Linked DNA regions of Rattus norvegicus: region 2 is linked to region 1. The links are chromatin contacts, called in public Hi-C maps. All regions are on one chromosome and are shown on one strand. The core of a region is the stretch at or near the end of the contact, and the rest is flanking DNA. Distances in the headings are between cores, read along the strand shown.

Region 1 (2,700 bases), core at 183-2,682:
AATTCCCGCTGAACCCTTTGTCAGTGGCTCTGAGTATGAAGGAGAGAGCTAGGAATGATCTAGAGCAACCATTTAGAGCTCCTCGACTGGTACAGAGAAAGTTCAAGGCTCAATAATGTAGGGCACCTCACCCTATGGCCTGGCAGTACAGGGAGGGGCCAACTCGAGAGCCCCACAAATTAAGTGGGAGAACTAGAGGTGTTAATTTAGGATGGAATTTGAGCACCGGTCCTGAAGGTGTACCCCTTCTCCACTCTCCCACCCTAAATAAGAAGAGTGGGAGACCGAGGCTAAGTAGATTTTGGACATGAACACAAGAGGCACGTTTCTGCCCTAATTAGCTGTGTAGCCTTGGACAAGTCCCCTTGCTACTCCGTTCCTCGTTTCCCCGTTATGGAAATGAGGACATCCACACCTACCTTTGCTGGTCACTGTCACAGAAATCTTTCTGTAACTATCAGAGAGCCAAGATTATCATTCTCCAGTGAGAGGCCAGCCTAGGTCCCTCATGGTGACAGCGTCATTTTCCTCCCCTCTGAGGTGCCTGTTCCTCCCCCAGCCTAGCAGCTGCCTTTAATCCTTCTTAGTGCCCTACTTCTCCTTGGCACCACCACAGTGATCCCCAGGTTCTCCAATCTCATTTTCCCACGAGTAACCCCAGTCTAGAGCTGTTGAAGATGTGGGTACAGCCACAGCTGATCAGATCGCAATTGACCTAGGTCTGTGTCCTCCAACCTGTTTGCAGATGGTTCCCTTTGGTCCTCAGATCATCTCTGGGCCCAACGGAGGAGAGACACAGAGGTGGGGGGCCTGGAAGGGGGTTCCCACCTTCTTAGTTGGGGACCCCAGAGGGGGACCCCCAGTAGCAATTACTCCCCACCACCGCACCTCATCGCCGCCTTAGGTGTCCAAGGCGCGCGCGCATTGGTTGGACAGTCTTCCACCCCGGGGTCTGCCTCCTCCAGGCTCGGGCCTAGAGACCCCTAACTGCCTAGCTCAGGGCGGAGAGCTGCGGTTCTAGGACCCGGAGGCGCCGGGCGAGCGCGCCGCCGTGTTCTCGGCCTCGCCTGGGTCGGCTCCGGGGCTCCGGCAGGTGCAGCGGCGCCAGCCCCCTCCGCCGCAGGTGCACTGCTCGGCAGCCCCCGGCCGGCGCGCCATGGCTGCGGAGGACCCCCGGCCGGCGCCCGCGCCCGCCCCCTCCCTGCAGCCCGCCCCCCTGGGGCCGGGTGCGCGGCGGAGAACTGCGGTTTGTGCGCACCGGGAGCGGCAGCAGAAGTTCGAAAATCGCCGAGGGGGGAGCCCGCGCCGCAGCTTCCTGCCCCCGGCCCAGCCCTCTGGCCCCGGCCGTCTGCAGCCCGACTTCCTCCCCGAGCCTCGCTCGCCGCCCGCTCCCTTGGACGGGGCCGCCGCGATGGGACGCCGCGCCCTGGCTCCTGCACGCCGCTGAGCTGAGAGCAGCCTAGCCCAGCCCCGCCATCCAGTGCTGCCCTTCGCCCCCCTGGCTCCCGAAGCCTAGTCCGCGACCCCCAGGGAAAACTGGATCTCCGAGGCTGGAGACGCTTGGCCGGCTGGGTGGGGACCACCATGGGCAACGCGGCTGGCAGCGCTGAGCAGCCCGCGGGCCCCACCGCATCGCCCCCGAAGCAGCCAGCCGTCCCCAAGCAACCGATGCCGGCGGCCGGGGAGCTGGAGGAGAGGTTCACGCGAGTCTTGGTGAGTGTGTCCTGGTGCGCACCAGGAGCCAGGCACGACAGGGGCTCCGCATGCGTCCCCGCCTCTTGGGACTCAGGTGCCGCTTGGAGATCCTGGGTCCACCTGCTGTCCCTCCAGGGGGTGGGAGTGACAGTGCCATCTTTCAGAGTGATTTAGCACCCCCCCTCAAGAAACTTTCTTCAACCCCCCCCTCCAGTAAGCTTTCTTAAGAGACCCCCCCCCCCTCTGACCCCCTTCCTACGCTCCTAGGTCTAAAGGTGTCAAAAATGTCTCATGAGGTTGGGTCCAAACGCGCCCGGGGTGGGAGGGGGGCTGGCGCCCACTCTTTTACTGCACGCAGGCCCAGTGGCTGGGTGCGGGTCTAGAGCGCCTGCCCTTCTGTGACTCAGGGTCAAAGAGGAAAGGGGTTATAATTTAACCTTCTGGAAGCCTTAGACCTAGTGGAGTCTTTCATCCTCGGTTGTTCTGGTGTCTGGTGAAGGAGTTGGACTCTTAGACCCTCCATTCTAATCTCTCACCCTACCATGCCCTAGAATAGGTGCTTGCAGCCCCTCATCATGGACCACCCCCAGCTACTGAAAGGAGTAGGCTTAGGAAGGGTGGGGTCAGGGTGGGTTGGTCATTCTGGCTTGGAGTGGAACAAATATCTGGAAGGCTCCCGTCCTTCTTGGCTGTCACTTGCTTGGGAAACTGGGGCAGGCAAGGGTGGGATAGGATGAAGTAGAAACTAAAGTCTAGGCCTCTGGAGAGGGAGCCATCAACTCGGCTGAGCAGTTCAAGTGTTTCTGATAGGGTGGGCCAAGCAGTCATAGGTCCCAAAGAAGGGTGGGAGGCAGAAGTAGGGAAGGGGAAAGGCTAGTCTTTTTCACTTCCCCCTCTTTACCCCAGCACTCTTTCCTGCTGCCTTCTGTAGGTGGTTGCCCAGTGGCCTGTGTACTGTTAGCCACTCCTGGCTGGACACTGGGTGACATTGGGGAAGGCTGGGCT
Region 2 (2,700 bases), core at 151-2,650, 480 kb after region 1:
AGAAAAAAGATAATAACGTAAATTAAGAGTGATGGATCGTGCCAGGCCATGTTGGCATACACCTTTAACCCAGCACTTGGGAGGCAGAGGCAGGTAGATCTCTGAGTTCTAGGCCAGCCTGGTCTACAGAGCAAGTTCCAGGACAGCCAGGGCCACAGTCACAAACAAAACAAAAACAAACAAAAAACCCCAAAACAACAAAGTAAAAATGATAAGCTATAACACAAACTAAAGCATATGTATTCCCAAAGGAGCACAATGTACACAAATATTATTATATTCATTAGAAAATAAAATGAATATTTAATGGTTGCCCATAAAACTCTGTTAAGTTAAATTTTCTGATGTAGGTCTATTTGAGACTGGTCTCAGATATGGACTATAAACCGCTAGGAGAAGTGTTGCCAACTGAATTCCTTATAGTAATAAGGCTAAAAGAGCAATAAAAGGTATAAAGGAAAGGGAAGACCAGTATAGAAATACCCAGAGGCTTTCTGAAAGAATGGTAGGCTGAGATGTGTTAGGGCCCTCAAAATAGACCACATATCAATCGGAAAGACCCAGGAAAGCACAGGCAGAGGTAGAAAATATGATAGTCATTTTCCTTATCCCCTTTGATAAAGCTGTCAAAATGACCTCTTTCCACTTCTAATCAGGCGACAGTGAGATTGCTGGAAAGGCAAACAAAGGCCAGTAGGCAGAAACTAAAGTGCACAGAGCACGCACCCAGGCGGCTGCCGCACCCAGGAGAAATGACAACCCCAGTACCACCCTCTTGCTAGGTCTTCGCACCTGCAGCAAACACAGACAATTTAGATTAGGGCACTATAGGGTGCAGAGTCAAGGGAAGGACCACCCTGGGGAGCCAGGGAAAAAGAGGAAACAGGAAACAGAAGAGGCCTGGCCAGAGCTGGGCTGTAGGGTGACAAGAGCTTCCAAGGGAGGTCTATAGGGCTGGCTCAGTAAGGGGCCTTTGCTTGGAACAAAACCAAAAAACTCCAAACCACAACCCACATGCTACACACACACACACACACACACACACACACACACACAAACCTGTGGTATGGGAACTAAACTAATTAATATTGCTAGCTGTCTGAATAATCCTACTAAGAAGCCAGAGTCTCAGCTTGGAAGAGATGGCCAGTTCCAGGTCAACATGTCTGAATTTTCAGACTAGGTAATTAGATTAAGACAGATGGAAGGAGAACTTCCATTCCCATAGGGCCGTCAGGTTGAGTGGAAGGGTAATGGGGGATAAAACTGGTGGGACTCCAAGGGGCACAATCGGGGAAATCTATTGGCCATAGGGTTTTTCTGTCCATTCTAACAACAACTCATTCCATGCTGAGTCATTAAGCCCCTAAGGCAGAATGCAGTCAGGAAACCCAGCCCATTAGCCCCATGCCATCAGGGAAAGGACTCTGCTCTCCCTGGTTAATTACTCACAGTGCACAGACTGCTTGTCTGCCGTCTCCAGGCGTCCCATGTGAGACTGGATCTCGTGGACCTGCCTATCAAAGGAAGAGGAAATGAGTGAGACAGGGGTGGTCACCAGCACCTCGGTCAGGAAAGACAACTTCTCTTAATGCTGCCTTACAGCTGATTTAAGGTGACGGTGCTACTCAACTGTAAAATCTGTATGTGGCACTTCAGGCTTCATTTCAAACCTCATGCTAAGAACAACGCTGATAGCATTTAGAGAGAGCTTACTGTATCTGAGACACTGCTAAGTCAGTAACCCCAGAGGAAAGCATCATCACTGCTCTCAGTTTATAAATAAAAACTGAAACCAGAAAGGTCAAGTAAGTTGCTCAAGGCCACACAGCAGGCGATAAACCTCAACCAGTATCCAGCCAATCCCACTCTCTGTTCTGCGACCTAATGTGCTGAGCACTGGTCTGCCTACCAAGAGCCAAAGGGCAAGGAAGATATAATCCTCGCCCCTGAGAAACAACATAATTAGGAACTGACAGGCTGAACAGACATGAGAAACCCCTGAGAAGATTTAAGAAACCCCAACACACACAGGCGGAAACAAAGTTGAGGGAGTTGTGTACAGTGCAGCCAAGGAGGCGGGAAGGCTGGGTTAACAAAGTGTAAACTGGGGTTTCGTAGCTGGAAGGAGTTGTGGTTGCTGAGTTTTCTCATTTACACAGCCCAGGCTTGCCTTGAACTTGTGATCCTCCTGCCTTCGCCTACACAGTGCTAGGATTACAGGCGTGCACACAAGCACGTAGGCTTGAATGCAGATCTGAGCATCACTTTTAAGAAGGTAAAATGAGGTTTAGTGAAGACAGGTTGCAAGATGATGATCTGCAGAAGGGCATGCAAGGCATTTCACATGGGGCAAAAGCAAAATGGAGTGCTTGAAAAACAGTCAGAGAGAGAAAGAACAGAGGGGACCAGGCAGTGGAAGGAACACTTAAGGGAATGGCCCTGAGAGATAGGTATCTCCTGTTTTGTAAACATCTTTCCCTGACAACAGGAGGAGGACTGCCATCTCATCTAGAAATGCAACATGTCCCAGACATTAGGCCTGGAGAAGTTCCAGGCCAAAGTCACCACCTTCCAAACCCTTCCTAGTGGTTCCCCATCACTTGACAGTCCTTGGAATGTTGTCTATGTTAGCCCCAATGGCCTCCTGTGCTTATAAAAGAAAGGCTTTCTACATAGGACCTGTCTGAAGAAGGCCTA

Evidence for each region. Hi-C and Micro-C count contacts between places; a contact is called where the count stands out from the background.
Region 2: a Hi-C map of Schwann cells shows a contact between it and region 1, with 9 times the contacts expected there. The contact joins the enhancer-like site here to the promoter of Fmnl1 in region 1.

Annotation. Positions count from the first base shown.
Region 1 is chr10:88,614,645-88,617,344 of GRCr8, forward strand. Fmnl1 (formin-like 1) reads left to right here and starts at 1,433. Exons shown (of 25, transcript NM_001105846.1): 1 at 1,433-1,713. The coding sequence starts at 1,585.
Region 2 is chr10:89,096,116-89,098,815 of GRCr8, forward strand. It overlaps Gosr2 (golgi SNAP receptor complex member 2), which reads right to left. Exons shown (of 6, transcript NM_031685.2): 2 at 1,453-1,517. Among named protein-coding and RNA genes, the nearest start is that of Gosr2, 8.2 kb to the right of the region's middle. Within about 2 kb of position 1,401, at least 7 of the 93 cell types and tissues checked have an H3K27ac peak or open chromatin away from gene starts, as enhancers often do. A contact at or near this core is called in Schwann cells, where this site is marked.